Regions from separate parts of the Danio rerio genome. Here region 2 is linked to region 1. The links are chromatin contacts, called in public Micro-C maps. All regions are on one chromosome and are shown on one strand. Each heading gives the region's core, a stretch centred on a gene start, on an enhancer-like site or on the middle of the called end of the contact. The rest is flanking DNA. Distances are from core to core; before and after follow the strand shown. Region 1 holds the start of utrn (utrophin). Region 2 holds the start of epm2a (EPM2A glucan phosphatase, laforin).

Region 1 (3,806 bases), core at 951-3,450:
AATAAATCTTTTGTGGCACTTGTATATAAACATGTAGTAATACAACAACTATAGTAATATAAACAAATAACCAATACTGTTATTATTCTGCATTTCTGTAAATAAATTAGTGAGGATAATAGAGATTAAAAATAATCGCTATACTGTTATTATTCTGCATTTCTGTATTCATAAATATTGTTTACAAAGTTACTTTGAATATTCTGTCTGAAATCGCAGGTAAGAACGACTTCAAAACAACATTTAGTTGACTGTGAATGCTATGGTTTAAACACTATTGTATTTAGGATAGATTACTATAGTATTTCTCTTTATATTTGCCTCCAATGATTCTTTTGTGGCACTTGTATATAAACATGTAGTAATACAACAACTATAGTGATATAAACAAATAACCAATACTGCACTTGTTTAACTACAACTACATTACACTGCTATATCTTAGTAAAAGTGTTTAATAACAGTGAAATAAACAGTGTTTACTTCACTTTAGCAGTTTAAATACTACAGTATGCTGTAGCATTCATTAGCATAGTATATACAGAATCATACACTTTGCAATGGTATGATTAAAAACAAAACTGTATTGACAATAAATTCCTATAGTGTTGTCCGTATATCAGCTTTAACTCTTCCCAATTCTACATAATCATAACTTTAACACTGAGGTGAAGTTGGTGTTATACTCAGACATTCAGAATTAGTTAAGCAGAAGTTTAAAAGGCTAATACAGATTTATAACTATAAAGTTATTATTCTGTATTTATGCATATATAAATACTGTTTACAAAGCTACTTTTAATATTGTTAATAAAGTTGGAGTTTTTCTCGCACATATTCTTTTGTGACATCTCTAAACAGCCATGTGGTAACATAAACAAATTAACCAATACTGCGCTTGTACATTACACTACAATACAGTGGTAACTGTGTTTAATAACAGTGAAATAAACAGTGTTTAGATTCAGTTCACTATAGTTGATACTACAGTATGCTGTAGCATTCATTAACATACCATAGTATATACAGAATCGTACACTTTGCAATGGCATGGTTGAAAACACTACAGTGATTACAGTAAATTACTGGTATATTCTTTATATCAGCTTTAACTAATCCTAAAATTTGTTCCCAACCCTACATAATCACAATATTAAGGTAAAGCTGATGTTATACTCAGACATTCAGAATTAGGCGTTCAATAAATGAGTTAAACAGAAGTTTAAAAGGCTTATAATAATAATTATAAAGTTATTATTCTGCATTTCTGTTTATATAAATCCTGTTTACAAAGCTACTTGAAGACTTTGGCGTTCAATAAAATAGTCAAGAAGGCTAATACAGATTAATAATAATCGCTATATTGTTACTATTCGGCATTTAAGTATTGTTTACAACACTACTTTGAATATTGTGTCTGAAATCACATGTAAGTATGACATCAAAACAACATTAGCACTATTTAATTGACTGTGAAGGATAATGTTAAACACACTATTGTATTAAGAATAGATCACTGTAGTATTTCTCTTTATATTAGCTTTGGCTAATCCCTAAATTTGTTCCTAACTGTACTCTCAACCCTAACTAGGTTAAACCAAACCCAACCCAACCTTTGCCTAACCATCAGTCAGCAAGTTTGTTGATTAACTTTCCAACAACATTGTACTGATGAAACTTAAATGAAGTAACACATGATTAACTGTAGGTCAGTGTAATAAACACTGAAGACACTGACCAAACATCTGACAGAAGCACATCTTTCATTCATCCACCCGCTTGTTATTAAGTTTAACAACTTCAGTGCTCAGTTGAGTCGTGTTTATGGGTCCACAATTCAACAAACATGAGAAACAGCTCATATTATGATATCATCTCTCACCTTTCTGCGTGTTGAATCTGTGAATGCAGCTCCGTGACTTTATTATCTCATTGAGTAAATAATGAATCATTGACTCTTATTAGGGCATGTTGTTGTTCAGCGCTCCACACCAAAGAAACAAACCCAAAACACAGCCCTCCCGGATCTCCCTTTGGCTGGACACTCACAACTCCATGCAGAAATCCTCAAAGTTATCCGGCTCGGCTGCTTTTGGCGCTCCTGGAGTACTTTACTCTGCCACAAAGTTTCCTTTTACTCATGAATAACAAAAGGAGAGTTACTGCGCGTCCCGAGCACGAGCACGCGCACAGCCACTCCGGCAGCTCCGCCTATGGGAATGATGGACGCGTGACGTTACGAAGCGCGCGACCGACACTCACGCTGGATTGACGAAGCGCGCGCGCCCCCGTGTGGAAATAAGATGTGTGTGGATCATTTTGTGGACGCGCTTGTCGTTCACCAGTTAGTTATTATATGTTAAATTTGTTTATTTTGTGTGTGCGTAATTAAGACTGGCAAAATGTATATGTTATAATAATGTATTTACACAGTTTAATACACTATTTATCGAAAAACAATTAAAGGAATCATTATGACACATCAGATTTCATGCATCTTATTTATGTTTATTATATAACAGATCATTTATCCTGCATTTCAATATTATTTATTATTTATTTATATAATTGTGTGTGTGTGTGTGTGTGTGTGTGTGTGTGTGTGTGTGTGTGTGTGTGTGTGTGTGTGTGTGTGTGTGTGTGTGTGTGTGTGTGTCGTACATTCTTTTAACAAACGCTACCTTTAGTTCACCAATAGGAGGCAGTATAATACACTGATTTAACATTATATTTTATTGGTTTTATTGGGGATTTTTCCTCTCCTTCGGGCATTAGTGTTACCTGCTGTGTCCATTCCTACAGCTCTGTCCTAGGTGCTGTTCATTAGTGCTCACCTTACCTCCTGTCCTCCATCCATCCATCTATTCATCCAGGGTTTGTCAACATACATGATTCAATGCCATACAACATTCCGCAAAAACCTCAAGAATCTTAATTTTCCGGCATGTTTTACTCCTCATGTGTACTGCAAGCCGTAAGTTTATCTTCATTCTTGTTACAGTAAAGCAGATTAAAAAGTGTTTTACCAGGAGTGGGGTTCGAACCCACGCGGACATATGTCCATTGGATCTTAAGTCCAACGCCTTAACCACTCGGCCATCCTGGTGAACATACATTTCTTTAAAGCCAGAAGACCTTATATGTGAACAGCAATCAGCCATGGGAATATCAAACTATGTATGTCTAGATGTGAAATTTATGTAATCTATGCATGCTGTTCATGCAGACTTTACTGTCATATTTACAACCGAGTTGCAGCTTGCTAACTGACTGTTAGCATGCTAGTGGACTCGCTTACAAAAACAACCAAAACGTTTATATACGTTTGATTTTTAACTAGCGTACACGATTGAAGACTATTTATAAATCTAGCCATTTTTATAATGCGATATTTTAAGTCGTTTTTACAACAATGAGGTTATATTGTTTGACGTTTGTCTCACAGTTAGAAAGAGCGCTAAGAAGTAAGTTAAAGCTAATGCAAACATCCAGGCTCCTTACGCAAGCGTATGTTGTAACAATATTTCGAAAGTAAAAAGAGAACAAGATTCCTGTGTTACATTATGTTTTGAAACTGCAAATACGGTATTTTGAATATTTAATCAAATCAGAAAAAGCTGTGACTTAGACTGTTGGTAAATCCATGGTAAACCCTCATAACTCAGCCCTGCCTCCACGTAAGTGCCACACACAGACGGTTTGGATTGTTTCTGCTTTTCTGAAGTGAAAGAGGAAATAAAATCAGGTTGTTTGGAAAAAAAGTGAAAGTGTTTCAGTAGCTACTCGTGTCTGTAATTGCTAATACT
Region 2 (3,806 bases), core at 858-3,357, 420 kb before region 1:
TGGCGTGGTGTTTTTAAATAAGAAGAATCAGACCAGCCCAAGGAAATGAAATATATATATATATATATATATATATATATATATATATATATATATATATATATATATATATATATATATAAAATATATATATATAAATATATATATATATAAATATATATATATATATATATAAATATATATATATAAATATATATATATATATATATATATATATATATATATAAATATATATATATAAATATATATATATATATATATAAATATATATATATATATATATATATGTATAAATATATATATATATATATATATATATATATATATATATATATATAAATATATATATATATATATATATATATATATATATATATATATATATTTTTTTTTTTTTTTTTTCGTAATGGAATTTTTATTCTTGCATATAGCTTTTTACATTTTATAACAACCCAAAAAACAATCCCCAAATAAAACAATCATCATCTGCAAATAAATAAGTAAATAAATAAAATAAACAAAATAATAATAAGCAAAACAACTACAAATACAGAGAAAAAATTATAATAACAAACCATTTACATACATGCATACACATGTACTTTCACTCAATCCACATGTAAGGTTTTTAAATGATTAAAGAATGCAATAAATTGTTGTTTTTCAAAAAAAAAAAAAAAAAAAAACTTCTCCCCTGCCTCTGATATTTTAATTTTCTCAAGTTTTTAAATCTTTACGCCACAATGAAATAGAGGGGGTTTGTGGGGAGGTCCAAGACAACAGTATTTTGCACATGCGAGAAGAGATGCAAAAGCCACAATCTCAGCGTGTCTCTGGTTTAAAGGTTGACACTGAGAGGGACCATGCACATGAGCTGTACCTGAGCTGATCATTGCCATTTTTTCTGTTGTTTACCTGTAAGAGTTAAAAGCCGTATCTAAAATATAAATTTCAGGTGTTGGTTAGTACAAAAACTACTTTTATTATGGAAAATATTTCTTCTATCGCATGCCGCTGCTTTTAGTTAGAAAATGGTTCAAATCAGCCTTTAGGCTCGCTCCTGTTGGTGTCTTCAATCTGGCAACCTGCGCTTGCGTGCGCTTTCAACAAGGTGTGCAATGCCTCGTTCAACCACTGGGTGTCAAACTTACATACTGCACCTTTAAAGCACATGCATATTATACATTTTACTCTGATGATTACAACTTCTACTCAACTATTAACTCAATTTAATATGCAGATCCTGTGATGTGACTTGTGAATGCGCACAATGTGAGATCAATGCTGAAACTAGATATATTGTGCAGCTCTAGTTGAATTGTATGAAAATTTACGATTTTTAAAAGGGGACATGGCATCAAACCCGCCTATCTGTCTGACCATATATCTATCCGTCCATCCATCTGTCTGTCTATTTGTCTGACCATCCATCCGTCCATCTATCTATCTATCTATCTATCTATCTATCTATCTATCTATCTATCTATCTATCTATCTATCTATCTATCTATCTATCTATCTATCTATCTATCTATCTATCTCTCTATGTCTATATCTCTTTTTCATTTTATTCCATCTATCTACCTGTCTGTCTGTCTGTCTGTTTGTCTGTTTATTTATCTGACCATCCATCCATCTGTCTATTTTTCCGTCTGTCTGTCTGTCTGTCTATCTGTATGTATGTTTATCACTGTCTATTTCGCTTTATTCTTTAAAAATGTTTCCACACATAATCCATTGTGGTTATTCAAACAAGGCATTCAATTATTAATTATAATTAGAACAATTAAATGAATCAATAATAATAATTATTAATAGTGTTATTTTATTGATACACTTGCATTGCAAGTTAGCAGTGTAAGAAAAAAAATATTAAAAATTTTAGTAAAAAGTTATACAAAATTTGGCGTACAAATTAGCCTACTGAATAGCACATTTTGTCCTGTTTTGAATGCATCTCTATGGAGGATTCGCCTGTCTGAGCCGCGGTGCGCCCTCTAGAGGCACTGAAGCTACTCACAGTTGCCGTAAAGTGTTGACATCTGCCGTCCTGTGTAAATGTGGATATATTCAACGCTTTATAAAGCGCATAATTTAAACAACCACACAGATAGAGGGGTTTTTAGTAGACACACGGCTGCTCCCTCTCAGCCGTTGTATCGCTTTAAAAGTCAATAGCACTGCATGTATTTTTAGCGCACAGATTTTAGCCAGTCAGTGACCGAAGACGCGTAAATATCAGCTCCAGTTATAGTGCAAGTGCATTTTGTGTGTGTTTACTGCACAGGACATGATGGTCGTGTTCAGGTTTGGTGTTATTTTGACTCCAGAGTGTCCTGATATAGAGGTGTTTGTGCTGGGCTCTCGGCCGGAGATGGGGCTCTGGGATACTGAGGTAAAATTGGTTTTAAATTCGGACAGTGTGACACAAAAACTTGTGACACTGTCCCTATATTGTTTACCATGGCAGCTACTTTGAATATTCGGTCTGAAGTCACATGCAAGTATGATTTGAAAACATTATCACTATTTATTTTGACTGAATAAATGTTTATAATATTGACTGTGTTCATTAACATTTATTGACTTAAATGTTAATGTTTCACTACCCTGCTGAAAAAAAAAAAAAACTGCTTAAACCAGCTTAGGATGGTTGTCTGGTTTTAGCTGGTTGACCAGACTGGTTTTAGAGGGGGTTTGGCCATTTCCAGGCTGATTCCCAGCCTGGTCTTAGCTGGTCAGGCTGGGAGATGACCAGCCTAGCCAAGCTGGGAGCCCAGCCACAACCAGCTATGTCCAGCTTAAACCAGACTGGTTTTAGCTGGATTTAGCTGGTCATGGCCAAAACCCCTCTAAAACCAGGCTGGTTAACCAGCTAAAACCAGCCAACCAGCCTAGGCAGGTTTAAGCTGGATTTTTCAGCAGGGTATTCAGAATTTGCGACGAATATTTTTGTGAAATTCAGATTATTAAGGAGAAAGTCTGAATGTGTGAATATAAAACTAACTTTACCTCAATCTGTGGGATCTGGAGCGGGCTGTGAAGATGAACCCGAGCCAGGGTCGGTCCTGCCGGGAGCCGTGCCTGTGGACCGGGGATGTGCTGCTGTCCGAGCCGCTCACGGATCCGCTGTGGTTTAAGTTCATAAAGCGGGTCGATGGGGACTTCATTTGGGAAGGTAAGTCAGGGTTTCAGCAGGTTTCACCAAGTCAAATGTAAGACTTTTAAAGGTAAGGCAATTTCAAAACGATGGTAATTCAATGTGGTTTACATAAACAAGAATTTAAGAAACGTAAAATATATGTATAACAAAATAAAAACAACAAAGCATACAAATAATTATGACAGACTACAATGTGTCAAAAAAGGTTTTAAAGGAATATTAAAGAAAAGAAAGGCATAGTAGCACAGTGCTCATTCAGTAAAGGCACAGCTAAACAGATGTGTGTTCAGTCTTGATTTGAATGTGCCTAATGTTGGAGCACATCTGATCATTTCTGGAAGCTGATTCCAGCTGCGGGAGGTGTAGTTGCTGAAGGGCTATTTACCTCGCTTTGACTGAACTTTTGGTATATATTAGTGGTGGGCCGATATTGCATTATTGTGCTGCGTTAACGTGAGACTCTTATCAGGCGATTAAAAAAATATCGCCATTAATCTATTCCCAAAGTTGGGTTGGTAGCTGGGTCTGTTCTACGCAAGCTATACCTGGCCGAATTAATAATAATAATAATAATAATAATTCCTTAAATTTATATAGTGCTTTTCTGGGCACTCAGAGTGCTTTTCAACATTGGGGGGGGGGG

What was found. Hi-C and Micro-C count contacts between places; a contact is called where the count stands out from the background.
Region 2: a contact with region 1 is called in a Micro-C map of caudal fin, with 4 times the contacts expected there. The contact joins the promoter of epm2a here to the promoter of utrn in region 1. A contact is called at or near these places in 1 of 18 Hi-C or Micro-C datasets (caudal fin) and 2 of 4 datasets of contacts at active chromatin or transcription factors (caudal fin and embryo).

What each region holds. Positions count from the first base shown.
Region 1 is chr23:1,240,189-1,243,994 of GRCz12tu, reverse strand. utrn (utrophin) reads right to left here and starts at 2,200. Exons shown (of 74, transcript XM_073939633.1): 1 at 1,883-2,200. trnal-uaa (transfer RNA leucine (anticodon UAA)) reads right to left here and starts at 3,106; the gene lies at 3,024-3,106.
Region 2 is chr23:1,664,910-1,668,715 of GRCz12tu, reverse strand. epm2a (EPM2A glucan phosphatase, laforin) reads left to right here and starts at 2,107. Exons shown (of 5, transcript XM_005170563.6): 1 at 2,107-2,395; 2 at 3,034-3,178. The coding sequence starts at 2,291.